Regions from separate parts of the Sus scrofa genome. Here regions 2 and 3 are each linked to region 1. The links are chromatin contacts, called in public HiChIP or PLAC-seq maps. All regions are on one chromosome and are shown on one strand. The core of a region is the stretch at or near the end of the contact, and the rest is flanking DNA. Distances in the headings are between cores, read along the strand shown.

What was found. HiChIP or PLAC-seq counts read pairs in DNA pulled down with a chosen protein or histone mark.
Region 2: an H3K27ac HiChIP or PLAC-seq map of skeletal muscle shows a contact between it and region 1, with 2.9 times the contacts expected there. The contact joins two enhancer-like sites. A contact is called at or near these places in 1 of 47 Hi-C or Micro-C datasets (subcutaneous adipose tissue) and 1 of 2 datasets of contacts at active chromatin or transcription factors (skeletal muscle).
Region 3: an H3K27ac HiChIP or PLAC-seq map of skeletal muscle shows a contact between it and region 1, with 4 times the contacts expected there. The contact joins two enhancer-like sites. A contact is called at or near these places in 2 of 47 Hi-C or Micro-C datasets (heart right ventricle and skeletal muscle) and 1 of 2 datasets of contacts at active chromatin or transcription factors (skeletal muscle).

Annotation. Positions count from the first base shown.
Region 1 is chr10:8,322,906-8,327,976 of Sscrofa11.1, reverse strand. The region is part of intron 1 of TGFB2 (transforming growth factor beta-2); the gene reads right to left. Among named protein-coding and RNA genes, the nearest start is that of TGFB2, 19 kb to the right of the region's middle. Within about 2 kb of position 3,041, at least 5 of the 83 cell types and tissues checked have an H3K27ac peak or open chromatin away from gene starts, as enhancers often do. A contact at or near this core is called in skeletal muscle, where this site is marked.
Region 2 is chr10:8,610,035-8,614,506 of Sscrofa11.1, reverse strand. It overlaps LOC102164422, which reads left to right. Exons shown (of 11, transcript XR_002336182.1): 7 at 2,290-2,445. Among named protein-coding and RNA genes, the nearest start is that of TGFB2, 310 kb to the right of the region's middle. Within about 2 kb of position 1,621, at least 9 of the 83 cell types and tissues checked have an H3K27ac peak or open chromatin away from gene starts, as enhancers often do. A contact at or near this core is called in skeletal muscle, where this site is marked.
Region 3 is chr10:8,687,860-8,692,439 of Sscrofa11.1, reverse strand. All of the region lies in intron 5 of LOC102164422, which reads left to right. Among named protein-coding and RNA genes, the nearest start is that of LYPLAL1, 260 kb to the left of the region's middle. Within about 2 kb of position 1,444, at least 14 of the 83 cell types and tissues checked have an H3K27ac peak or open chromatin away from gene starts, as enhancers often do. A contact at or near this core is called in skeletal muscle, where this site is marked.

The DNA of each region.
Region 1 (5,071 bases), core at 1,792-4,291:
ATCTGCCAGCGAAAGAGCCCGTACAGGGCACAGGGCTGCTGGAAATTCTTGGTGCAGTTTCAGCTGGGAATGCAGCCGCCAGGAGCCTTTCCAACGCATGACAAAGACAGACTCCTGGGACTTCCTGTTCCCGCCTCGGTCCCCTGTGCTCCATTCTCAATGCCACGGCCTGGTTAAAACCACCCATCTCCTCATTTTATTCAAGGAAAAGCCACAGGCTTTCCGAGGGCCTCCCAGGCGCTACCTGACTGTCGTTCTCCCTCTGAGCTCAGCTCCTAGGATGCTTTTGTGAATCCTTGAGCAGCGCGGGCCAGAAATGCTCCCTCTGCCAGAAATGCTCTTCGTCACGTGGTCCCAGGCTGTCCTCTGACCTCCTTCAACTCTCTGCTTAAATGTCACCCTCTTAACCAGCCCTTCCACACCCAGCCCACTTAAAATGGCAACTCATGGTCATGGATAAGCAATGAGGTCCTGCTGTACAGCACTGGGAACTCGATCCAGTCTCTCAGGATAGACCACGATGGAAGATGATACAAGAAGGGGAGTGTGTGTGTGTGTGTGTGTGTGTGTGTGTGTGTGTGTGACTGGGGCGCTTTGCTGTCCAGCAGAAATTGGCACAATACTGTAAATCGGCTCTACACGAATAAAAAAACATGCTACTCACGTTTCCATCCCCCAATGCCGCCCTTCTTTTCTCCCCTACAACACTGATCAAATGTGAGCATTTTTTACATCCAGTGTGTAGCTTTTTTCTCCAAAAGGTGGAGCTCCCTAGGGGCAAAGTTTCCTGCTGTTTGATTCACTGATGGCACCACGAGTGGTCTAGACGGACGCCTGCTCCAGAGCAGCCCCCGAGCACCGAGCACCGTGGAGTCGGCGAGTGTATCATCAGCAGGGCTCGTCCTCACTTTGCCGTCCTCCCATGATCCCCGTGTGCTTTTGGCATTTCCCTTAAAGCCGGATCTACATTTGCGGTGAATGTAGAGCCCTTTCAGTGGGAGGCGGGTGGGAGGTAGAATGAATACCACCAGTCATTCTTTCCGCATTTTCAATAGTAAATGCTTTCGTCCCCCCATCGATTAAATCTGCCAAGTGAGAAGAGGTCTCGTCACATCAGTCTTTTAAACTCGGTGTTTTCTAGTGGCTACTAAGCCTGAGGAGTACGATCCTAGGGTGGTTACAGAGCAACCACTGGAGGTGGTTCCCCTCTTTCTCTGGTGTTAGTTGACTGTTACATTTGCCCTTCGCCACCCTGCCAACAAGCTGGTTCTCAAACTGGCAGAAATAACTGGGAACCACTTTGGGCACAGGGCAATCTCCGGGCAAGTTTATTCTAAAAAATTGGGTTGTTTTGTTTTGTTGTATTTAGTGATACAGACCATGTAGGAGAACAGGTTGTTTCTGCAGTTCGATGGTCAAAACCCCTCCAGAGGTTGGACTCAAAACACCGATGGTTCCAAAAAACCTCCACATATCAGGAAGTCCAGCGTGGCACAGAGAAAATACCAAGTGATTAATTATTAAGTTTTCTTTCTAATATCTGGGTCAGATTTTCACCTGCTCTCTCGTACCTTCGCTGGAGAAAAACACTATCTGGAAAGAGCACGCTGCAGTGCCTTGGAGCTGCGTCTGGCTGAGACTGTAGCATTTACATCCCCCTGTTGGCCAGACCCTAACCCCATGGAATGTCTCAGAACAGGGTTCAGGCCATGAAGAGGTCAGCAGTGCTTCGACCAATCACCACCTCGGTGAATTCCGTGTTATACACCGACACAGACATGGTCAGTTACATGGCGCTCACACATCATACATTCATTTTGAAACACCCCTTCGGAGCCACAGCTGCGTGTTCTCACCCCCACGTGCAACCTGCAGACCAGCAGCCACACCCCGCCCCCGTGGGAGCATTCACCTGCTCGCACGCTCACGTGGCGGATGGTGAGCAGGGCATATGCAGGGCAGACATCTGATCTACCGGAAGATGTGTAAGCATCTGGGGACACAGCAAACGCAGGGTGAGAACTCAGCCATGCTGTGGATTCAGGGTCTCACCCTGGAGGGACCACGGGATCAGACGATGGCCCTGCTGGATCCAAATCCTTCCTGCTGAAGGACTTTGAGTAAACAGATGGGCAGAAGGGGACATCCGAGCCTCAGCCTAGTGAGGTCAGACTCACCTGCGCTGCCTCTTAAAGGCTCAGACTCTTTGGTGCCCCTCACCCACCCCCACCCCAGTGATTCTGCCTCTGCAGGTGTGAGAAAGGCTGGAAATCTGCTTTCTGTGACCCTTTGGGACATACACATGCAGGCCATCCTTTGAGAAGCCCATGGTTAAATCTGTTTTGTTTTTAGGGCCGCACCTGTGGCATATGGAGGTTTCTGGGCTGGGGTCAAATTGGAGCTGCAGCTGCAGCCTACACCACAGCCATGGCAACACCTGATCTGAGCCACATCAGCAATCTACGCTGCAGCTTCCAGTAACACTGGATCCTTAACCCACAGATGGAGGCCAGAGATGGAACCTGTATCCTCCCGGACACTAGTTGTGTTCTTAACCCTCTGAGCCAGAACGGGAACTCCCAATCTTTACATTTTAATCAAGCTCATTGAAAGCATCACACTCAGTAAATACTCACAAAACAAACAAACGAAGCTGAGGTCACCTTCGTGACTTTCAACCCATTTCCTTCAGAGACTTCTTTCCCGCTGCCCTTCTGGATTCTTACAGCTTAGATGACATCTGGACTCTCACACCCAACCTGCCCCTAACCTCCATCTGGGGGGACAGCGAACGGAAAGGAAGAGAAATGACGCTGCAGCCACGTGGGCTGCGAGGAGCAGGGACCCTTTCTTCCTCCGGGGACTTTACATCTAGCGTTGGCGCTGCCAGTCCCAGCATCAGTGTCAGGACACGCCGTGATCACTCCAGCCAGGGTGGAGACGGAGCGAGGAAAGCCAGAGGCGCCACGGGCCCCGCGCACTCGCTGCGGCCGCTCCTGACATCTCCCTGGAGTGGAGAGGCGGTTCACGCAAGGTGACAGGGACGGCCCTGGAGCTGCTTGGCACAGGCCGGCCTCCACTTAACGAGTGTTCAGAATCACACTCAGCATGGAGAAATTTCACCCTGACCCTGGATGTCTGCCCCTGGCACCCGCTCACTTACATTTTTACTCAATTACTATTTCTAAGAACAGAGACCAAAAAAAAAAAAAAAAAGAAAGAAAGAAAAGAAAAAAATTGCAGAGCCCCACTGCTCAGCAGTCTTGCCTGGAAGGTCTGGAAGGGTCGGCGGGGTTTTCTCCCAGGCGGGAAGCTGGGTGGGGCGCGAGAGCCTCCCACCGTCCGGGAAGCCGTGCACTGGCTCCTCTTCCTCACCCTCCCGGGCCCTCCTGGTTTTCCCAGGCTCGGGAGGAGCAGGGTGGGTTCCCAGTGTTTTCTCACCAAAGAAAGAGGGAAACGCACAGCCATTCAACGACCGGCAGTAACCCCAAGTGGGAAGGCGTGTCGGGGGGCCCAGAGCTGGGGGAGGCCGCCCTCCCCGCCCACCGGCTTGCGAGGATGAAAGAGGAAAGGGAAATTGATCCGCCGTGTAGGAAGATTATCCAAGAGGATGCGAAAATGCGTGGGGCGGGAATCCGAAGGGAAAGCAAAAAGAAGACCAACCAAAAGAAAAAAGAAAAAAGGTTGGGGTCCCCATGGTGGAGGGTGTGGGGACCAGGCCTGAAGTCAGACTTGGGCACTGGCCCCTCTCAGGGCTCGAGGGCCAAGGCCAAGGCCAAGGCCGTTAGCGCTCCCAGCCCACCGTCTCCTGAGAAGCGGGGTGCTGCTCCTGGCCCTGCCCCGGCGCCCAGGGGGGAAGTTTAGGATGACGAGGCTTAAGCACCAGGGCCGTGGGGGCTAGTCAACAAGGGCTCTCCTTCTCTCATCCCCTGCCCTCGTCTTTTCCAAAAGGCTGGTGAGGAAAAAAAACAAAAAACAAATCACACAATTAACTCCTTGCTTTAGACAGTGAAATACAACAGAAATGTAGAGCTGGAAACCTAACTATAATCCCTCTCACAAAAGGGAGCTTTAAAAGCACAGATTAGATGCTCCACTCTTTGTTGTTGGGTTTTTTTTTTTTTTCTTTTTTTTGGTCTGTTTGTCTTTTTTAGGGCCACACCCACAGCACATGGAGGTTCCCAGGCCAGGGGTAGAATCAGAGCTGTAGCTACTGGCCTACGCCACAGCCACAGCCACACCAGATCCGAGCCGTGTCTGCGACCTACACCACAGCTCACGGCAATGCCGGATCCTTAACCCACTGAGCGAGGCCAGGGATTGAACCCACATCCTTATGGATGCCAGTTGGGTTCACTAACCACTGAGCTATGATGGGAACGCCCAGCGTTTCACTCTTTTTATTCCCCTGGTGGCTTCTAGTCATTCCGAGGCTTTCTGTACTATCTGTACTATAGTAAATGTATATTCTCAATAGAATCAGGTTTTCTTTTCTTTTTTTGATATCTTGATTTTATTTATTTTATTTTTTTGTCTTTTTAGGGCTGCACCAAGGTGTATGGAGGTTCCCAAGCTAGGGTTCCAATCGGAGCTGCAGCTGCCAGCCTACACCGCCGCTCACGAGAATGAGAGGCCAGGGATGGAACCCGAGTCCTTAGGGATACGAAGTAGGGTTCACTACCACTGAGCCACAACCACAACTCCTTTTTTGGGGGGTGGGGAGAAGCCCAGTCTAGGCCACTGTACACCGTCAATAAGCTATTTCATTTCCTGATTCCTTGATTCCTGAGAAGCAAGGTGAGGCATGGTAAAGGCACGGGAGGAGAGCCCAGGACATTAGACAGCTACTGGGTGACAGAATAAACACATGTCTTTTGTCCTTAATTGGCCTTATTCGGGCCTCCCCCGATCGTGAGAACCGGGAACACGCACTCTTCCTCAGGGGCTCCAAAATGCAGCGTCCACCACCACCAGTGACAGTCCCAGCCTCATGGCCTCTGCAAGGATCAGGGAACAAGCTGCACCAGAGGCCTCGCGTGTCAGGATCACCCAAGACCTGTTCTCTGCTGCG
Region 2 (4,472 bases), core at 372-2,871, 290 kb before region 1:
AGTCACACGATGTGGCCGAAGGCAGGGTTCATGGGGGGTGGGGAAGCACCTCCACGGGAAGTCAGAGGACAGACTTAGATGCCATCATAAGGAAGTCACATGGAACTTCTAGCGCAAGGTACAGGAAGCCTGAATGTTGGTTTAAGATAACCTCTTTTAGATGACTTAAATATGCCAGCTTATTCCAGTGCTGCCACAACTCCGCCTCTAAAAGCCTCTGAGAAACTCCGGGACGCGCTGAGCATCTTGAAGAGGTTAGCAAGGTAGCTAGCGTGCTGTCAGCATGCGCGCTGGGCTGACAAGCAGAGCCGCGCGTCCTAATCCTGTCTGATTCACCCACTCAGCCAGCTGTGTGGCCGTGGACATGTGGTGAAAGACCTCCGAGTCTGTTACTTAAATGCAGGGCTATTTTAGCTCATGTGAAGTTAGGTGAGTCAAAGGAGATCGTCCAATATGTGTTCAATAAATGCAAACAGTTTAAAGAGATAACCTTTGAGTATATTACGTATAGCCTGAAACAATAGTTTAAAATCAAAAGGTGGATTTCCTCCTTAGCTAAAACATGTCTTTTTTTAATTTGAGTACAGTTGATTTATAGTGTTGTGTCAGTTTCTGCTGTACAGTATAGTGACCCAATCATTTATATCTATATCTGTATCTCTCCCTCTCTCTCTCTCTCTCTCTCTATATATATATATATACAGAGAGAGAGAGATAATTTTTTTTCTTTTTTGGTTACGTTTGTGGCATGTAGAAGTTCCTGGGCCAGGGATCAACCCACAACACAATAGTGACCCTGTACGATCCTTAACCAATAGGTCACCAGGGAACTCCTAAATTATATCTTTATTCTCTTTTATAGAGGTGATACACACGCTATTTTCATCTTTTAAAATATTTAATAAAGGGGGAATTTTCAGTTCTTACAAGTTGAAGGTTGGAACGAGAATGTCGCAGGTCATGGAAAATGGAAGATTTGGAAATCGCAGGTATTATATAAAAGAGTAGCAGAGGCTACTAGTGATCCTCAGCCTCTCTTGTCTTAGGACGATGCTCTGGCCAGGAGAATATTAGTTGAATTGATGTGTGCTCTTTCAAGCCATCAAACCCTCCGTGCACTTTTCTTATCTTCTTTTTTTAAATTTTATTTTGTTGAAGTATAGTCGATTTACAGTGTTGTCTTAGCTTCTGGTGTGCAACAAAGTGATTTAGTTACACATATATAAAAGTATGCATCTGCTAACCCCAAGCCCCAGTCCATCCTTTCTCCCCCTTGGCAACCACAAGTCTGTTCTCTATGTCTGTGAGTCTGTTTCTGTTTCATAGATAGGTTTAGTTGTGTCATATTTTAGATTCTACATGGAGCATATTTTCAGGAATGAGTTTGACACATGGGAGACAGACACTCAGCACTAACTCTTGCTGATATAGTGAATCTATATATTTTATTATAAAATACCAAGTTGTTCTAAACAAAAGGGGCAGGATATTGCTGCTGGGTTAAAGAGTAACTTAACACGACTGTTTTTTAAGTGTTTTCAAAGTAGCAGCACTTTAATTCAATCCCTACAATATTTTCTTTTTCAGAGGGCAGGAGTGAGTGCATCTCCTTTTCGGATAACTGAGGGTCAAAGATAGAGTCAGAAGCTAAATCAAGATCTTCCCCAGGCCCAAGTGTAGACCATTGCCTGAGTTCTTTCCTAATGCTTTTTCCTTTGGAAAATCTTAAGCCAAAGGACCTTTTCATAGAAACTTATTAGAATTCTCTTCGTGGTTAGGGGAATCTAGCAATGAAAGCTGTGTTGTCCTGGTTTCCGAAGGCTCTGGGAGAGGAGTTATTCTGTGGACAAAATGCATGCAGCTGTCAGAGGAGTGTGCTGGGGAACAGGCCAACAATTTTACAGTTCAAGACCAGATGTGATTGAACGTGTCGACAAAGTGCAGGATCACAGGGTCAACTGCCGATTTTCCAGATCAATTTTTAAACTGTCTCTGCTGATTAGGGCAATGGAAATATCCATACATTTCATGGGGAAGGGAATGATCAGGGAACAGAAGCTAACATAATTCATCCCAGCTTAGAAAAATTGTCCATGAGGTATTCTGCTTGATTCATCTCTCTCTTTTTTTTTTCCCCTTCTGCATATTTGAAAACATTTTGGAGGGGAACTGTGGGAAATCATCTTCCCCAGAACACTGGCAGACCTTTCTTAATTCCATTAATGGAAGCTTGGTGCCAGGTCAAAATGCTTTGTTAAATATTATCCTAACGGGTGCCTTTATTTCCAGCATTCCATTGGCACGGCGTTTAGAACCTGAGTCTCTGCAAACATGATTAAAGGAAAGGAGTTACTAGTTTTTCCTCTCTTCTGGCTGTTATCTGGGAAGCTCTGAACTCAGAGGAGTTGCCGAGTGGGGGTGTCTTGCATGAAAGAAGATGGGAAGGTAAGTTTCAGCTTCTTTTTTTTTTCCCCCAGCATTATTGCAAAGAGCTCTGGTTCTGGATAGTTTCCCATTCTCATTCTTTTCAAAATGAGGAATCCTGAAAGTCAGCCTATAGTATAAGATTACTCAAATTCCAGTCTTCTTTCCAGAAAATTGACAGGATGTACTTTGCATTGCTAAGTAGGCATAAGCTGTTGCTTCCTCGAAACCTTGAATACACATCGCTGTTTCCGTACCATCCAGTAATCTCACATGGTTTTCATCTCTGTTGTGGGCACCTAGGGGAAAGTGGTACCAAAAAACTGGATTTACTCGTCCTGGAAAGACTGGATGAGACCCAAACTGGCTCCCAGGGAGAAGAAGCAAACACATTAAATGTGAATTCCTTCTATTTCTTTTATGAAAGAAGGTTTCCTAGGGGGAACAGGAAGGTCGTAGAATATATGGCTCTTCTGAAGTTCTACTAGGATGCCAGGGGTGCTCTTGCTTAATTATTTCATTCCATTTATAATCAGCACCAGCTTTATTCATTTGGACAGCAGATGCAAAATAACGGTTAGCTTTAACATTTTTTTAAAAAATTTCATCTCTTCTTCAGCATCTCAATTTACTGGAGGTATTCTCACTTACGATTTAGTCCTTTATGAGCAAATATGAATGCGTCTCTAATGCAAATAGCAGTTCTCATCACACATTTGGGTCCTTGTGTCTGTACCACTGGCCTGAAGGGCCTCAGTTACTGCCCGTGCAAGGCTGGTGTGCAAGGTAAAGAGAGTTCAGGCATCACTTGGCGTTAAGCTCCCATCCTCACCTGGAAAAATACCTCTTCCCAGACAGCCTGACATACCTCCCTTTCGGGGAATGCAAACAATGTTTAGAAAAGGGTTTAACACACACAACACAGTATCCAAAACCATGGGGTTCGCAGTGTACAATATGAAACTGAGAATTTCACCACACCCCCAGGTTTGTGCCTCTTACTTAATCCAGACTGATACATACACAGCCGGGTATCATCGGATGTGATAAATATCATAGTATTGGGATGAAAGAGGACCCCCAGGGCCAGCCCCTCATCCTGATAATGTCGGGATTCCTAACACAAGAGGTGCATTTATTTATTTTTATTTATTTGTTTTCTTTTTAGGGCTGCAGGTGTGGCAGATGAAGTTCCCAGGCCAGGGGCTGAATCAGAGCCGCAGCTGCCAGTCTACACCACAGCCACGGCAACACGGGATCTGAGTTGCATCTTATACCTACACTGCAACACCCGATCCTTAATCCACCAAACAAGGCTACGGAGTGGACGTGCATCCACACATATACTATGTCAGGCTCTTAACCTTCTGAGCCACAGTGGGAACCCCCATAAGAGGCGCCTTTGAACGAGTTCCTCGGTGATAACTCGTAGTTTGCCCAGCAGAGAGGGAGAGCATGGTGTATCTGTCCCAGTGGTCTTTGCCTTTGTACAGTGCCCCCCATTAAGATCCCCGGGTTCTTTCCCCGGGCCTAATCCCCTCCCATTAAGCATGGGTAGAACTTGTGAGTCGTCAGGATTTTGCAGCTGTAATCAAGGTCTCTTATCAGCTGTGTTAAGCAAAAGGCCGATTACTAGGATGGGCCAGATTTAATCAAAGGAGCCTTTTTTTAAAAAAAGTTAAATTTTTAAAAAATTAAAATTTTTGGCCCCATGCATGGTATGCAGAAGTTCCAAGGCTAGGGATCAAACCTGTGTCACAGCTGTAACAGAACTACAGCAGCGACAACATCTGATCCTTAACCCACTGAGCCACAAGGGAACTCCGTCTTTTTTTTTCTTTTTTTAAAAATTGAACTATAGTTGTACAATATTACATATGGTACAGGTATACAATATAGTGATTCACAATTTTTAAAGGTTATATTCCAGTGGTAGTTATTATAAAATATAGGCTCTATCCCCTGTGTTTTACAATATGTCCTTGTAGCGTATATCATGCCTCATAGCCTGTACCCCTCACTCTCTTCCCCTTCTATTGCCCCTCCCC
Region 3 (4,580 bases), core at 195-2,694, 370 kb before region 1:
TCTGTAAAGGTCCAGAGAGTAAATATTACAGCTTTGTGGGTCACTATTACCTGTTGAAACCACTTAATGCTGCTCAATTGTAGGACAAAAGCAGCCACGAACAATACATAAATGAATGCGCATGGCTATGTTCCAGTCAAACCGTATTTACAAATACAGGTGATGTGGCAGATGGGCCAGAGTTTGCTGACCCTGCTGTACTTCAAGAAATAAGGAAACGGCATGCGTGTGTGTGTGTGTGTGTGTGTGTGTGTGTGTATGCCTGAGTTCTCCAGGGAAGCAGAGCCAATAAGAGAGAGAGAGAGATGGTTATAGAAATAGAGAGATTTAAGGACTTGGCTCCCATGACTGTGAGGTCTGGTACACGTGGGCTGTCTGACAGGCTGGAAGTTCAGGTAATAGCTGCTGTCTCAGTCTTGAGTCCAGCATCCATTCGGCAGACCCGCAGGCTGGAAACTCCAGTGATGAGCGATGCCGCAGTCATGGGACGTAAGCCTCCCGCTCTGGAAACCCTCCGCTTCTGTGCTTAAGGTCTTTAATGATGGATGAGGCCTGCCCATTATGCCCGTTTTTAAAAAAACTTATTTGTTTTCTTGTTTTTGGTTTTTTGCGAGTTGATGCCTCACTTTTCAGTAAAAGGGGAGGTGAGGTGAGTGAAGGGGGAGTAGGAAAAAGAGGTAAAGAGAGGGAGCTTGGAACAGAGGGATCAGAGACCCCGCCCCACAAGAGGAATTAAGGGAAGAAGACTTCAGGTGTGTGTGGAAGATGAAAAGAAGGTACTTACTGTGTGTTATGTCATGATAAAGCCAGAAGGATGGGCTAGGTGTGGGGGGAGCATAGAGCCAACCTCGAGCTTCCAGACTTTCCACGGGCTCTCCCACTGGTGCACTGCCTCTTGGAGCAGAGGATACTGGCAAGTCCAGAGGGAGGGCAGCGCTCAGGAGCAGAGCTTCTGCATGCCAAGGTCACTTATTTGCTTGTTTGTTTGTGTCACAGATTCTCTGCCTTCGTATTCCCATAAGGAGAAAATTCCCAATGAGAAAAAAATATATCTTTGGAGAGTCAGGAACAAATTGGAATGGACACTGATCTCAATAGCAGACGCTGGCAGGGGCGAAATTATTTTTCAAACACTTTTGCTCCTCCTGGTAAAGTAGTTAGTGTTGTATTTTCATGCTAGAAGGAAAAAGTGATGAAAAGTTTTTAAACCCAAAGAAACAAAACCCTTGATTTGTGTCCAAATTTTCTGCAAAACAGGATCCCACATGGCCAGGGCTGGTCTTAGGAGATCTGAAACGAATCGGATGGTGCAGTTTTTAGGTTTGGCTTTGGTGTTTTTCCTCATTTCCGTTAGGATTTTGCTTCTCAGGATACAGATCAGCCTTGCTCCGGGCGTTTGGGGCGGGGGGGTGGGGAGGGGAGAAAACCCATTTCGTAATATTTTTAGTATCTGTGGTTCCAAACTCAGCAGATGGCCAGCCTGGCTATCAGCACAGTCTGCCGTGTAGGGTGTATGTGTGAGCCGTGTGGAGAGGTGGCGATCGTGGAACCGGGCAGGGGTAGGGGGGGCGGGCCCAGAGCACACCCACGGTCCCAATGGGTACCACGCCACCACGCTGGCCAGACCACACCACGGAGCATCACACCAAGCTAGGCTCCAAGCCGTTTCCCAGTGCTAGAAAGTAATAGACGATTGCTACCAGTTTTCCACTGCTCACGCCTTAAAAGGCCAGCCATTCCAACCCCATCTTTCTTAGAGGGGGGAATTCTAAAGCAGGATAAAGGGAATTTTCTCGGCGAGGGTGTTGTTCCATGCCCTCCCGAATTCAAAGAGAAAACTGTCTCATTAAAATGACTTCTGGCTTTGCCTAGGGGAATTTCAGCCTTCAACAGTTCAGTCCCCTGGAGTTAGAACTTTCATGCATTTCTTTTTTTATTGGGGAGACCTTATGATTGGTTTTACAAGCAAAATAAACAGCTTAGGAACAAATGAAAGACTTTTTTATTTCTCTTTTAACTGTAAATTCAAGAGCTTGAAATGAATTTGGCAAATAACCCATATTACCGAAAGGCTGTGGCCGAAAGGCAAGATTTCCAAAAATTCTTGAAAATCCAAGTAATACCGGGAATAAATCCCAAATTCAACTTGTTGAGCCTTGTGTCTCTCTTAGAACACTTTTCCCCCCCCTCCCTTTAAGGAAAAAAAAAAGAAAGAAAACAGAGAAATCAATCAGAGCACTCCTGTAGCTCCTGCCCTGCTGTCTCTGCCCCGGAGAGCAGAGCTGTGCCCTGACCTGGCTGCTCGCCACACAGCCAGAGGGAGCCAGGCAATCGTGTGCTTCCCAGTGAGCTGAGGAAGAAGCTCCCCCCAGGAGGAGCCACGGCCTCCTAAATGCACTTCCAGGCTACATGTGTCTAAATCGACTCGGTATACATCTCAGATTTCTTTCTTTCTTCTTTAAGTCACCCTTGAATTTTTGATCTGAACTTTTGGAATTTTAACAAACTTCCTTTTGACCTTTTACTTAACTTGAATTATTTAGGAGCATTCCCCCTGTGCCTCATCAGGCTAAGGACCTGACTTTGTCTCTGTGAGGAGGTAGGTTCCATCCCTGGCCTTGCTCAGTGGGTTAAGGATCCCGCGTTGCCATGAGCTGCAGTGTAGGTCACAGATGCAGCTTGGATCTGGCATTGCTGTGGCTGTGGTGCAGGCCAGCAGCTATAGCTCCAATCTGACCCCGGGCCTGGGAACTTCCATATGCTGCAGGTGCATCCGTAAAAAGAAAGAAAAAAAAATTAACCATCTTGAATTATTTAAAACTAATATTGAAATAAAAATATAAACCAAACAAAATACTACTAAATACAGGGCAGATGATGCTAACATGGCCTTTTACCTAAAGACTTAGCTCAAACTGTGTAAAAATTCTGCCTCAATCTGTTCCCATCAAGATTATCTGCTCTATCTTTATGGAATGGTTACATTCATTGAATGGCACTACCTGTCGGGCCTTGCAAAAGTGCTTATCTTTTACATACCTTTACGTTGATATCTCCAAAGAGAGGTCCATGCTCCCCGAGCTGAGAGAATCGGAGCCCCAGAGATGAGTCAGCTTCCTCGGGGCTCAACGAGGGAGCAGGTTGTTGCACCCAGATTTGTCGGCTTCTCCCATCCATGCTCTCTTCCATGTTTCCTTCTGCAGCATGAATTTCTACAGAGTATCTTCCATCCCTCACTTGTCCACAATAAGAATTAGGTTTTATAGGAGTTCCCTTTGTGGCTCAGCGCTTAACAAACCCAACTAGGATCCACGAGGATACGGGTTTGATCCCTGGTCTTGCTCAGTGGGTTAAGGGTCGGTGGTGTATATGTCGCAGACGCAGCTCAGATCTGGCGTTGCTGTGGCTGTGATGTAGGCTGGCCGCGATAGCTCCGATTTGACCCCTAGCTGGGAACCTCCGTGTGCAGTGCGTGTGGCCCTAAAATAGCAAAAGAGTAAAAATAAAAATAAAGAAATAGGTTTTATTATTCTCTATGCTGCATTTAACAAAAATGCCTAGCACTTCATCGATAGTCAGTAAATTGGCTGAGATCATACATTTGTTATCTCAGATATTTGTTTGGCATCGTAAACAAGCTGAACAGTTCTGCTCTAGCTAAAGAGGATGTCATGGGGTTTACAGGCATTAGCTCAGCTAGCGGGCGCATTATCTGACGGCTGGCATATCAAAGTCCACGTGATAATCAGCGGCTTTAGCCGTAGTCATGGTAACCATCTCCATCGCATTTTCCTAAATCGCAGTTGTGGATCTTTTCCACTAAGTACTTCGTCTTCATTTTTACCAATTAACTTTGAAACAATTACAGGGATCAAACGGAATTATTATTCCCCACATGGCAGTTGAGTAAGTTTTAGAGATATAAAATAACTTGCCTCAAATCATGGTCGTAAAAAATCCTAGCCATGCTCTTACCATCCCCGCTGTAGGAGAGAAATGAATACTACTCTAGCCAGTGCATCTGATGGCCACTCAGATATGGTGCCAGGATGCTTAGAGCCTGGGCCAGCGGCAAGAAGGGCTGTCAACACGATGGATCTTCAGGAAAGGCCTTGTTAATGATGAAACATAGCATGGAGTTTCTTTGCTAATGGCAAGACTTGAATGAAATCCCCTCCTGAGAGCCTGCGCCATGCACCAATCATGACCCACGCCTGAGAGCCCAAGGCATCAGCACAAGGAGCATGCAGGATTTTTGTTTTTAGCAGCCAGGGAACCCCTTTCAAAAATCTAACCGCGTAGGGCAAAACAATATCAATATTATTATTTGAAATATCTCTATATATTTTGTCACATCGCAGGATTTGCCAATTTACCCTATCAATGCATTGCCTTTTTATATTCTTGGTGGCCACATGGTCATACTATCTGATATTTGATAGTAAGAAAAGACAACAAAAAACACCATTATGAATTGGGGGCAGTCTGCTCCAGTACAATAAAGGTTTCTGATGCATTTTAGAAAGTCAAGAAATAGACTTTTAGAAAGTAAAGGAATGATATCAGGATACTGTGGAAGT